Linked DNA regions of Mus musculus: region 2 is linked to region 1. A link is a contact called in public Hi-C data. All regions are on one chromosome and are shown on one strand. Each heading gives the region's core, a stretch centred on a gene start, on an enhancer-like site or on the middle of the called end of the contact. The rest is flanking DNA. Distances are from core to core; before and after follow the strand shown. Region 1 overlaps Gfra1 (glial cell line derived neurotrophic factor family receptor alpha 1). Region 2 holds the start of Gfra1 (glial cell line derived neurotrophic factor family receptor alpha 1).

Region 1 (6,681 bases), core at 1,427-3,926:
ATCAAGAATGAGCCCAGACAAGGGCAGGTGGACCCTTGGGAAGGTACCCACCAAGCCCAGCCTGTGTCCTCCTGATTCTGCTGAAGAGCCAGCAAGGTCTGTCAGCCTACATTTCAAGTCCCAGAATTCTCATTTGTTTTGTGACATGAATTAAGTCAAACTCTGTGAGCTCGGCATCTTCACACCTTAGATTGTAAATAGTAAAATGTTGTGAGCCAAGCCACGGCCTTGTTACAACATCTTACCTCTCAGTCATAAATTCACTACAGCGTCACATCATCTAAGGCATGGAGATACGTCTTCCTCCAATGATTTGGACTCACTGTGGATTCAGATTGTATAATTGATTTGATAGAAAGCATCTTATTAATGTAAGTGTTAGGTAAATGCAGGGTGGAGCTCTCACAACCACAATCCCATGGTGCTTTCCTCTCCGGCTTCTGATGAGCACCCTCTTTCTCCTTTCCCACACTCTAAACCCTTTCCTTTCTCTTTCCTCTTACCTGAAAACATCAGCCAGCCCTTTCCCAACTCACCTGCTTAGTGAAGAAAAATAATCTGTCGTAATGTACCCATAGATTTAAATTCTAACTACAGTATAAAAGCTAATGCCCTGTGACAGCCATTACTTAAAAGTTCCACATCTAAATCAAGACCTCTGCACACAGGCTTACTGAAAACTAATTCTACCGTAGGGCTGTGAATCAACTACACTTCCTCTGCCAACAGGGCTGAGTACAAAGTTTTCCTCACAAAAATGAGCTTGACCACAGTAGAAGAGAGATGTTATCACTGGGATCAAACTGGCAGCCTCAAGTGGAGGGGCCAAAGAAGATGGAAGGAGGGGAGGGGAAGGGAGGGGAGGGGACGGGGGAGGGGAGGGGAGAGGAGAGGAGAGGAGAGGAGAGGAGAGGAGAGGAGAGGAGAGGAGAGGAGAGGAGAGGAGAGGAGAGGAGAGGAGAGGAGAGGAGAGGCTGATCTCCTTCCAGACTGATTCTCTCTTCTTTCTAGCAAAGATCTTGACCGTTACTACTTGTGAGAGTTTCCGGTAAAGAGGAAGATTCCCCCCTTGAGGTCAAACGGTCCCAACCAGAGTGGCTAGACTCCAGATTGTACTAAAATAAACAAGTTAAAAATTAAACATACTCCACGATGTTCAGAAATAATGTGAGCAAAACGTGCCGGTGACTCCACCCCCTCTCCTCGAGAGAGTGCCTGTGGAGTGAGGAGCTGGCAGACCTCCAAGAACTTGTCTTAAATGGCCGCTGGGTGATTTAGGGAGATGAGAACTTTACTGCTTTAAACCCACCCCATTTGGATGGATCCATTTATTGTAAATATCAAGGCATTGTGTTGAAGTTTTCAAAGCCCAAATAAAACTTAAGTTCTCTGACAGTTTTTTCAAACCTTCGGAGATACTTAAGTGATTCTAAATTTAAAAAAAAAGAAAAAGGAAAACTAAGGAAAAAACACCAAAACAATCCAGTGTTTAATGATGATAAAGGACTTGTCTACACTCACACACACACACACACACACACACACACACATATATATATTCTCCGCAACAATAATCTATTACAGGGTAATTAAACAGCACATTCAGCATAGGTAGGAAGAAAGGGGGAACTGCATATTACTTGGACAATTTGTTCTGAAATTTCCTCAAGTTGAACATATTTTAATCATTAACCTTCCTCAAAGGTGTTAAAAGGGATCAAGAGGACTCTGTGAGGCCAGGGCTTCAAAACCTCAGATCTTCCCAGGGTCCCACCTCAGCGTTGGCCCCAGCTCCCACAAACCCCATGCCATCACTGTTGGAAGCCCCTTCAAGGGATCCAACTAGCATCTTTGACCTTTAATTAAGTAAACTTTGTTAGTTCAGGCCAAAGATAATTTTTGTTTGGTTGGCTGGTTTGATTTTTTGAGACAGGGTTTCTCTGTGTAGCCCTGGATGTCCTAGAACTTGTTCTATAGACCAGGCTGTCCTCAAACTCCAAGAGATCCGCCTGCCTCTGCCTCCCAAGTGCTGAGAGTTAAGGCATGTGGTACCACCACTGTCCATCAAGACTAAGTTATTCTAAGTTAATGTCTGAATCAAGACTCTAGCCACCTTCAGATCAGATCTTTCCTATTATAAAACACAGTGTGTGTGTGTGTGTGTGTGTGTGTGTGTGTCCCGTGTCTGCAGCCCCTGTCCCAGGGTTAGGATTATAGACACAGGCTGTTGTGTCCAACTTCTATAGTAGTGCCAAGGATCTGAACTCAAGTCCTCACACCTCAGTAAGTGTGGCACACACTCTACTGATGTAGCCATGTTCCCTATCCAGCATGGAGGAGTGGCAGCCCCTTAAAATGGAAAAATTCCCTGCCTAAGGTTTCCCCAAGACTAGCTCAGAATAGCTTAGATCAGAACAGTTAATATACTTCCTCCATGCGGACACTACAGGCAAACACTGTACCAACTAGGCCAGGTCCCACCCAGACATTGGGGCTCTTGCTGTAAGTGCCCCCAGATCACTGTTCTGTCCTGGGATATACACATGTTTAGACCAGGAGCTCTCCAGAGGCAAAGCCTCCATCCCCTTTACTACCTGTTACCAACTCATCCACAGCTGTCATTCACTGCTTGCTCTCTATCTGCCAACACCACCCTCTTCCAGGGCATCTGTTCTGCCCAGTCAGCTTCCTCTCTCAAACCAGAGCAGTCTCAACCCACTGCCTTGTTTCTTTTAATACACACACTTGGTTTTGGTTTCTCAATTTTCCCCAACATAAATTATGTATGAAGTACCAATAATACAAAAAAAAAGAAAAAAAAAAAGAACAGAGGTGAAGGGTCTTCTCCTTAGACCACAGCACACACGTGTGGCTTTGAGGAAGAATCAGACATTCACCAAAACTGGCATCCCTTCCCGTGGAAGCCAAAAAAACAACAGTCCCCTGACTATGTGGCTGGGTATGTGGCTTCGTTGTCTCTTTCCCTGGCTCTTGGATGGAAGAGTATCTTTTGTTACCCCTTCTGGGAAGAAGGCAGACTCCTTTCCCCACGATGATTGACACAGACACCTGTGCTAAGCTGGAACACAGATGATCAATCCAGCTGGAGTTTTTTCTCCTCACTTCTCCAGGAAAGTGTTGACAGCCAGCTTGCCGCTGTGTTTCCTTCAGGAAAGAGATTTCATCTGTGGGAACCCAACCTGGTCTTGTTGGTTCAGATGAAACCTAAGCTTATCTAGACAGCTTCTCAGAGGCCCACTAACATGAAGAGATGGGCTCCCAGTGGGCACCAGAACCTGCTATCCTAAAGTATAACAAGTGTGTCTTACCTGGAACAGGAGGTCTCTGTATATAAAATCAATGGTGCTTGGAGAAGACCCTCAGTAAAAAGAGGCCCATTTTTTAACTCAGTTGAGAAGGAAAGAGAAAAGAGAGAGAGAGAGAGAGAGAGAGAGAGAGAGAGAGAGAGAGGAAGGAAGGGAAAGAGAGAGAAAGAAAGAAGAAATATCCATCCTTCAGGTAGCTCCTTATAAACAACTCAAAATAGCTTCAGGAAGTCCCTGAAACTGACTAGATTTAATAGGCCCTTCCCTGCCAGAGTAAGTAAAGAAAGCTGCAAAGACTCTTGAGACTAGACCAGCTGTCTGGAAGAAGCAGAAACTAACTGACCTGCCTGGATGAGGTTTAGAGCAATTGCCTTCTGGAAAGGCTGAACACCTGACTCTGGGGAAAGGCTGCTCTCGACCAACTGAGCTGCCCGCAGGCTGTGCAGCGTGCTCCAGGTTCCCAGATTTCTGAGCTGTCGCCCATGCTGGAATGGTTCTTGGTGATGCATCTGTCTGTGAGTCCTGTATCTCCAATAAAATTAATGGTTCACCAAGTTGGACATTGGTGGTTTTCACACTTTTGTCTGTTGTGGGATCCCTATCTAGGGTGCGTAGATGTGTGTTGTGTGTCCCCAGGAAAAGTTTGTCATGTAATACCTGCTAACTCCATCACATCCTCAGGATGCTTGTCAGTTCCAGGCAATGCATGCAGCCTCTTCAGAACCCTGCTACTGTAAAAATCGCAATATAAATTATATTACACACACTATTAATTACTTTTCTGTTTTGATAAACCACCATGACCAGGACAACTTAGAGAAGAAAGAGCTTAATTGGGCTCATGGTTCCACAGAAGGGAAGCATGGTGCCACACAACAGACATGACATCTTCAAATTCAAAAGCAGCAAGAACACACTAGACATGGGGCGAGACCAGTGTGGAAACACCCCAAGCCTGTCCTGGTGTCACACTCCCTCCAGCAAAGCCACAATCCTAAACCTTCCCAAACACGTCACCAACTAGTGACTAGATGTTCAAATATCTGAGCCATGGGGTACACTCTCATTCTAACCATTATATATACATATATATACGCACATACAAAATTGTATTCCTAGTGCCCTCTGCCTTGATCCCAGGGGTAGAGCAAGAGCCTACACCACAAACTGGAGGGAGAGATAGGAAATTCAATACTTTGACACCAGATCACAGCAAGCAATAACAGAATGATACACCATGGCTGGTCAGCCAAATCAAAGAGGAAATATATGTTATTACAATGGTCACTGCAACTTGCCTCCAAACAGCCTGAGGATCTCCACGCTGTTAAATAACTTTTCCTGAACTGTCAGTTTTTCTACAGAAGAAATAAATCTTAAGAGTGTTCATTCTTTCTATAACAGTGAGTCAAATGATCTTGGCAATATTTGATCGACAACCTGAGTACATAGTTGAAATCTTGCACCCCTGAACTCAAACCACACCAACAACACCTCCTACCATCAGGAGAAGGTATGTCAGCAGTACCAGCCTCATCAACTGTCCTTACCCACAATGTGACAACCATCTCTCCAACCTGCTAGGAACTCTACTGTATAGTGTTTCCCCATCAAAGTCACTCACGGAAGCCATGGCTTCCAATGTGATGGCATTCAGAGGCTAAGCCTTTGGGGGTAGCTAGGTTTGGATAAGGTCATGAAGGAGGGCCCTCTTATCATGTGATTAGCAACACCCCTATTAACTAAAGCAGACAGATTTTTCTCTCCATTCCTTCATCTTACACAAAGAGGATATCACATGAGCATCCCACAAGATGGCAGCCACGTAAAATCAAGGGAAAGATGTTCTTCCAGCATCTTGGCCTCGGCCATCTCAAGCCTTTAGAACCCAGAAACACATTTCTTTCTTTGAAACCACACACCCCAGTTTACAATACTGTTAAGACAACTCGAGCAGGCCAAGAATTAGCCTATCTCTGGCACAGAGCAGTGTCCAAGTTTTTGTCAGGAGTCCGTGTCTTGGCTATGAGTGTGGGTGCCCCCAACCACCGAGGCCTAAGGTGCATGCCAGGGGCCGGTCCGTGCTCACAACTGGAAGGGCCACCTTTCCCTTCCAGTGGACCAAGTCTGTGCAAGTGGAGCCACTTCCTCACGTCCCTGGAGTCAAAATATTTGTCAAGAACCACAGAACAGGGAACAGGCACTCTCTTTGACTAGTTTTCTCACCCTGGCCCCTCTCATGTACAAGGGGAGGAACATCTTGTATATATACAGGTGACTGCGACAGAATGAAATTAATGAGAAGAAAGGTCACGCCAGGCGTGGTGGCATACGCCTTTAATCCCAGCACTCGGGAGGCAGAGGCAGGTAGATTTCTGAGTTCGAGGCCAGCCTGGTCTACAAAGTGAGTTCCAGGACAGCCAGGGCTATACAGAGAAACCCTGTCTCTAAAAACCATTAAAGAGAGAGAGAGAAGAGAAGAGAAGAGAAGAGAAGAGAAGAGAAGAGAAGAGAAGAGAAGAGAAGAGGTCACAGCCTTCCAGGATACAGGTGATAATGAAACAAAGAAGATGAAGCAAAAATGATTTTTAAAAGCAGGCAACCGAAGAGCCCCCTGTGAGGGAGGATGGGAAGTTCACATTCATTAAAGTTTACGGTAAAAACCTAATTCCCAATGTCCTTTGGGGGCCCCTGTCCTGTACCCTCCCTCAAAACTAAACAAGAATCTTGCCTGACTCCTCACTCACCTTTAGCCCTCTTCCCTCCGGCACACTGGGTACAACTTGTTATTTTCTGTCTTCTCCCTAAACAGGAAACCCTGAACCTAGGATAATCAACATTGTTTCAACACTACAACAGTAACAACCTCCCTAGAGAGCTTCTGCGGGCCTTTAGATCCAGGCATTGGGACAGGAGTTTAAGAGTGAGGTTATCCCCGCACAAGGAGGTTAATAAAACTAGGTTAGCTTTATAAAAGGCAGCATATGACTAAAACGTAAGAAGATACAATGGAAAGCAACCCCCCCCCCCCCATCCCTCATTCGGCCTCTACCACGAACCAGGTTCACTTCACGTTTGTCATTAAACGTTTTTCCTTGTATCTTAGGCATCTCTATAATTTTTTTTGGTGTGTACATAAGCCTCTGTGTTACAAGTTTCTTTGCCCCTTGAAATGCTTAGATATTCTAGAGATCTTCCCATAGCAGGGCATCACACATTTTAAAGCTGTATAGTATTCCACTCCACAGTTAGACCATAAAGTCTATGGATCTATCAGACTTTACAGACAAGGAAATCAAGGCTTGGGGAGGCCGCATGACTTTTCTGAAGTCAGATGTCATAGGTCCCAATTGTG
Region 2 (6,681 bases), core at 1,068-3,567, 40 kb after region 1:
AGCCCCAGTACCGGACTGGACTGAGGTTGCCTCTGGCCTTCTGAGAGGAAGCCCGGCACGCTGGTGGGGGCAGTAGTGCATACCCTGCAGGCTCTGGTACATGCTCCAGTAGATACGCAGACAATTCTTCTCTTTCTTCATGCCCCGCTTGCAGCGGCAGTTGTAGAGAGACTTCTGCTTCAAGGCCTCCATAGCGCTGCGGCACTCATCCTTGGCCTCGAGGCCGGATGTCAGGCTGAAGTTGGTTTCCTTGCCCGCCACGCACTGCCTCAGTGTGCGGTACTTGGTGCTGCAGCTCTGTTCCTTCAGGCACTGATCACTGGCTTTCACACAGTCCAGGCGGTCCCCACCACTCACCTCGGCCGACATCAGCAAATCTACAGGGTGAACAGAAGAACGTTTGAACGCAGCAGACTAGTGGGTACCCTGATTCCAGGTCCCGGGAGGGCAGGGCATGATAGACCTCCACCATCATTCTGAAGGGGCAGATTAGGTAGGAAGCTGGTCCACCCCTCTTCTGGAATTTTCTCACCCCGGGAATACTGCCATCACGCCCCTCCCCGGCTCAACAAGGAAGGTTCCACTGGCTGCCTTAGCGGGATTTGCCGGGGATCCCGCGCAGCCCCAGCGTCCCAAAGCAGAAGCAAGCACTCCTGACCCGCTGGCTGCCCCGCCTCCCCAGGCACCCGAGGCTGCAGTGTCTCCTGGCCAGCAGCGGGCAAAAGGGCACTGAGCTGAACAGCGAGGCTGGGTGCTTGGCACCCTTAGCGCTCTGAACGAAAGGCAGACGAGTGCCACAGTCTGCCCCGCGGGTGCGCAGAGACGTTTTTCCCTTAAAAGTTTTCCATTCCAAGTTTGCTCTCTTCCGACCCCAGCGGTATTTGACCACACTCCACCTGCCGGAGCGTCTCAGGGAGCTCCGACTTCCAAAGGGGAGTAACGCCCTGGGATGGAAGCCTACGACCCCTCAATTTTCCACCAGGCTGGGTTATTAGTTTTTGTTTTGTTTTGTTTCTCACCCCCTTTAAACACGGCAAAATAAAATCAACCGCTCAAAGACGCGCCAGCACTGCTTCCCAATCCCAGAGATTCTTGAACCTCTTCACCCCCTAGCGAAACTTCTTCCACCCACACTCAAGGCACCCACCCGCAATTCTGGAGTGGCTGCCGCAAGGGACCCCCCAATGAAAGACTCTGGATGAGAAAGCCAGCAGCGGTCTCGACTTACCCAGGAGTGGCAGCACGAAGTACAGAGTGGCTAGGAACATGGTGCCGCCGCGCAGCTGGTCCCCGCCCCCCCAAAATCCAAAGCCGCCACCGGATCTCGCGGAGAGAGCTCAGCGTGCAGAGATCCCCGGGCGACTGCGCTCCTCTGGCCACTCAAAGTTAAGCTCCATCCAGGGTGAGAGCAGACTCCCCGTTGCTCTGCCGCCCACCGCCGCCAGGGACTCAGCTCCGAGCGGGCGCGAGGGCGGGAGGCGGACCCGCTTTTAGGGGTTCAGTTCCGACCCAACCTGGAAGGAAGAGCGCGCTTTGAAATGAGAGCCCAGAGTGCTGAAGCCTCCAGCTCCCGCCCCTCTCCCCTCCCCCGCTCCCGCCTCGGGGGACTTCTCAACGCTACCCCCACTCGGGTCCGAGAGCAGGAGGTGCGAATTCATCTATTACGGGCACGAGGAAGCTCCGGAACCCGGGTTCTGGAGCTGGTAAGGTCCGCTAGGGCTCCCAACGTTCAAAGCTGGAGGATATCGCGCACAACCCAAGAGGCTGAACGCAAGCAAATAAATAACCATTACTTTCAGAGCAAGCGCCGGAAGCTAGCTGGCGCTGCCCGGAGTCGGAGCCTCGGTGGCGAAGGCTTCTTAGCCAACCCCGCTGGACCAAGACCCTGCTCCGGCTCCGGGAAGTTGGCCGCCCTCCCTGGCTCTCGCCCGACCACTCACTTGCTGGCTCGATCACTAGCGTTCTAGCTCTTCTGTCCCCGGCCACCGATCGCTACCCCAGTCACCGTCATCCCCTCCCCTGGACGAGCCTCTCTTCCCAGGCAGTCCGGCAAGAGGAAACTGACATCCCGCATCCCGCCTGGTACTGAAACCTGGCTTCTCCGCCCCTACTCCTACCTGCCGCTCATCCTGGGCTCCTTCCTAGACTTCAGTGCTTCACACGCACTTGCCTAGCGCCCGAACTCCTGTGCATCCACACCACTGCCCCGTGAGAGCGAGCTAGTCCACAGCATCTGCACACCCCAGCAGGTGCAGCCCCGCACCACTAGCGCCCCCCTGGCCCCAAAGTTGGAGGACGCCAGCAAAATGGAAAGGGATGGCTGGAGGGGAGGTGGCGATGGGTTCTCAAGTGGAATGAGAAAACTCTAAATGCCACGAACCTGAACCCAATTGACCGGTGTCCAGCTGCAGCGAGTAGCCAGTGTTTGTTTATTTATTCTTTGGGGTGTCCCCGCCTCCTCTTTCTCTTTCCGGCCTCACTTTCTCTGTGCTAGGTAAAAAAACGATGCCACAATCTGCTACAGCTCGGAGGACAGAGTTGGCCAGGACGATTTCCGAGCAGACCTCCCCGCCCCGGCTCGATGCCCGGTAGGGATGTCAGCGGTTATTGGAAGCGGTGGGAGGATAGCATGCCCAGATTGGTTTTGGCTAAAGGCCCCTCAGGCTGCTTCTGCTCCTGCCTCCGGGCAGCGCAGGGCCGGCTCTTCTGTGAAGCGCAGTTCCTCCGTCCGCCACAGCAGACTTACAGGCTGGCTGGCGGTGGGACCCAAGGCCAACAGGCAAGCAGGCTCAGGACCCGCAGCGCTACGCCGCCGCCGTCGCGGAGACTGCGCACCCCCACCCCCTTCAGTGCACAAGGGCTCTTTCTTTAGTGCAACACAGCAACCCATCCAGACCCTTTTGAACACAAAGTTGTTTTTTTTTCTCCACGTCATTCGCGGCTGTGACTCAAGACTTGGCAAGATTCAGACTCACTCAGACCTAAGCCCTGAGCGGCGATCCGGGATGCACCCACCCATTGATAAAATGCTTGTGCGAGCTCATGCACCTCTCTCCTCCTGGTATGACAGCGAGACAAAGCAAAGTCCACCCCAGCCCACTGCACTGAAGTCTGATCAGACCCAGCTTTAGGTAATTTTATAAGATGATTTCCATCTTTACTGTTTCAAGAGTAAATTTTTTTTCAAAAACATTTTATAAACAGAACACATCCACAGCCCTTCACCCCAACTTCAAGGATCGCTCCAGCGATGCTGCTGAACCCCGCTCTCCGTGACACCCGCTGTCCTTTAGGGGTCCAGAGATCTGTCTAGAGTATGTCCGTAGTAGTGTTTGACCGACCAGCTCGCTGCTTGGGGCTTGTGTCAGAGATCTTTTCTATGTCCAAGTTCATCATCTCTCAGGAAAACAGAGTTTGAATCGAATCTATGAGCCCAGCTGTCAAATCTGCAAACCCATCACCACAGACAATGGGCCGCCAAGGAGAACAAAAAAAGAGACGCTCTTTTTTTGATCCAGAGTGTTAATTGAAAAGGGCAAAGGCTTTAGTTTAAGGCGTAAGGGCCGGGAGAAGAGGAGGAGGGATGGGTAGCCCTCCATTCAAGTACACATCAGCCAGGCGTGCCCTTCAGCTGTGGCGGCTGTAGCATTGTTTGGAGTCCTCAAAGAGTCTGTGCCTCTGTGAGCAACCTGAACCCAGGGGACATCCCGCCAGTGCTAGCTCCTCCTTTGCCTTGCACGTGTTCCTCAGGGGCAGGTATGAAGTGTCTGAAGCCTTCGCCAGGAACCCCTCCCCCGGTGTCACATTCAATCACACCAGACTTACACAGATTTCCAGTTCAGTGTATCAGTTTACACTCCGTCGTTGAGTAAACAAAGAAAGCATATGTCACATTTTTTTTGCGACAGATGGTTCGATCCAAGGGCTACTTAAGTTCTTTCTCTAGCGATAGTCAGAAGTCTACAGGGTGGAACTACTGTGGGAGATGGAATTGAGTCTTCCAATCAGTGTCTCTGCGTACAGAAGCAGATTTCCATATTTTCACACCAAGGCAAAAATCTCCAGGAAGTGGATGTTAATGAGAAGACTTAGCTGAAGACTCCCATTGATGCTGAAAACATAAAACCCCCCTCCGTTGTCCTATTTCATAAGTGAGTGGGAATATTTTTCTCTGTCAATTCAGTGCTTTTCTTTGGGGACCACTTTGGGTGGTTGAAGAATAGTTAAGTTTCATTTAAGACACTAGCTAAGTCTATTCCAAATATTTTTTTGTTGGGAAAACACTTGGTTATTCTACTTAATCCTAGGGAGTTAGTTAAAATCTACTTTTAACAGAAAAGGAAAGACTGGTCTAAAGTTCTCTAAATGTGGAATAAAGGACTCTTTCGAAAATAGTTATGGCTTCAAGAATATTACATACCCCTTCTTCACTCTAGCCTTCAATATATGATAAATATATAAATATTTACATAATATATAATAAATATAGATATGGTGAAATTAGACCTTTGGGGTTTGGTTTGGTTTTGAGGGGTTATTAATTTTATTTTTATTTTTGTGTGTGTCCCAGTCCATGAAGGTCAGAGAGAACATCAAATCCCCTGGAGCTAGAAAGTGACAGGTTGTTTTCAGGCTCAACATGGGTGCTGGGAACCAGACTCAGGTCTTCTACAAGAGCAGTAAATAGTCTTAAGTCTTGAGCCATGCCCCCATCTTTGTTTAAAATAATTAATAATAAGGACAATAATAATAAATGCCCACTGTTTGCTACAACTGTGTTGACCAACACCAAAACTACCAGCCTCAGTGTCACTGCCATGAATTTAATTAAAATTAAGTACCAGGTAAGTGTGGTTAGTTCTCAGTGGCACCAACCAATGACTATACATGACCATGGTTACCATATCTGATAAGGCTTACAAAACTCTTCCATAATCACAGAAAGATCAAGAGGACAGCCCTACCCTCTAATGTTGCTGTTAAATTAATAGGCACAGTTTCTATATAGAATAACAGATCATTGTAGGCATCCAGTGAGTGCTTTATTAAGCAATGGCACAATGGGGATTGTGGGGCCATTGGGGGTGGTGAAGGTGATGGAATGTGAGGGAGGTGATGATGGTGGTGATTGGTGGTTGAGTGTGGTGATGGTGGAGGTGGTGATGATGATGGTGGTGATGGTGATGATGTTGATGGTGATGGTGGTGTTTTGTTTTCCTTCCGTGGAAGGAGAAGAACTCTACAATGACACAGCCCATTGAACGTCTGCTCTGTACACAGGATGTGATCAGTGGTAGTAAAGCAAAGGAGAAGAGAAACGGCCATGTCAAATTTCATCCTGTGAGAAGAGCTGTAAACAAAAAGATGTAGTTCATACTCTAGCTTATGACTTCTCAAGGCAGGACCCCATAAGGAAAACCATTGCCTCACGGTCTGCTACCATAAAGGTGAGAGAAATGCACAGCCAGAAAGCCTTAGGAATATGGAAAATAGAAAGTGTGACATGTTCTATTAATTCTGCATCCTCAGAGCTTGTCTTTCCCATGAGCACGGATGTGTCTCAGGACGAAAGGTGACATTGAAATATCAAATATTAATCATTATAAAGGTTCGTGTAATCCTCAGTGGAAAATTGGTTTTAATGCTACAAAATTAGGTTCAATCCACCCGTGAGCATGTGAAGTGAGCAATCTTCTTGTATCTCTTGATGTGAGCGTATTTCCATAAGTTAACAGATGAGTCACGATGAAAGTGACAGTTTTATCTCATGTGACATTTTGTGTCTTACTCTCTTTGCCTTTGTCCCGTGGAATATAACGTAAAGCATATTCTTTCCCTAAAGTTGTACTGCTCAAAAGTCATTCAAACTACATCATCACTTGACATTAGCCAGTTGACAGGCTTACCTCAATAACTACATAAAACCCCTCACTGAATGTATTTATCTGTTCCTTCCATGTTACTCTGATTTTTCTTGACTGTTCTCTTCCATTTGCCCATGAAATCCTACATCTTAATACCTTGAGGTCCAGCTTAGCTGAGTAGATCACTTAGTCATAGCAAAGACTCCTTGCATGAGCTAACCATTCCGTGTGTTCCTTCCACAGCCCCATCAGAAGCTCTGCTACATCTGTGGTGACCGTTGTTTCAGGCACTCTATCTGCCTCCTTGACTGGACTGTGAGCTCGTTGAAGGCAAGGGAATGTTCTAGAACTTAGGTCTGCATCCCCAGCATTTAGACTTATGACTGACACACACTCAATCCCAAAGAATGCGTATTGATTGCATGAATAATGCGTAGTGCTGGTCCTCATTTTCCTCTGACACCATAATTTTACAGAAAGATTTATATGAAAATCCCTTTACTGTATGAACAATACTAAATGTAAGTACCTCGTATGATTACTGGTATTACAGTTCCAATAATAGTATCAGATATGTATTATTCCTTTGGGGATTTGACATTTAAATTTTTTTAAACAAAAACCATTATTATAATAGAATGCTCTTTTTCTGCCTCACTTTAATAGTAAAATATGACATATTTCATTTCTGGGAAATGATAGCTTGCCTTAGGTCATATTTTAAGGCATAAAGCCAGAAGCAGAGTAACACAGTCCCACCTGATGTTCTGAAACCATCTAGAAATGTACCTCTCTCTGGGAAAAGGGCCAGATCACA

What was found. A called contact is a pair of places that touch in the nucleus more often than the background predicts.
Region 2: a Hi-C map of muscle stem cells shows a contact between it and region 1, with 1.8 times the contacts expected there. The contact joins the promoter of Gfra1 here to the enhancer-like site in region 1. A contact is called at or near these places in 4 of 39 promoter capture datasets (the 3T3-L1 cell line, frontonasal cranial neural crest, liver and 1 more), 1 of 15 datasets of contacts at CTCF or cohesin (the NIH/3T3 cell line), 4 of 484 Hi-C or Micro-C datasets (the C2C12 cell line, LSK cells, the N1E-115 cell line and 1 more), 3 of 115 datasets of contacts at active chromatin or transcription factors (double positive thymocytes, embryonic stem cells and pancreatic cancer cells) and 2 of 9 other capture datasets (adipose tissue and liver).

What each region holds. Positions count from the first base shown.
Region 1 is chr19:58,412,280-58,418,960 of GRCm38.p6, forward strand. The region is part of intron 4 of Gfra1 (glial cell line derived neurotrophic factor family receptor alpha 1); the gene reads right to left. Among named protein-coding and RNA genes, the nearest start is that of Gfra1, 40 kb to the right of the region's middle. Within about 2 kb of position 2,677, at least 12 of the 459 cell types and tissues checked have an H3K27ac peak or open chromatin away from gene starts, as enhancers often do. A contact at or near this core is called in muscle stem cells, where this site is marked.
Region 2 is chr19:58,453,081-58,459,761 of GRCm38.p6, forward strand. Gfra1 (glial cell line derived neurotrophic factor family receptor alpha 1) reads right to left here and starts at 2,318. Exons shown (of 11, transcript NM_010279.3): 1 at 2,118-2,318; 2 at 1,229-1,514; 3 at 84-377. The coding sequence starts at 1,268. It overlaps Gm41876 (a long non-coding RNA gene), which reads left to right and starts at 3,069. Exons shown (of 3, transcript XR_877966.1): 1 at 3,069-3,131; 2 at 5,281-5,447; 3 at 6,108-6,512.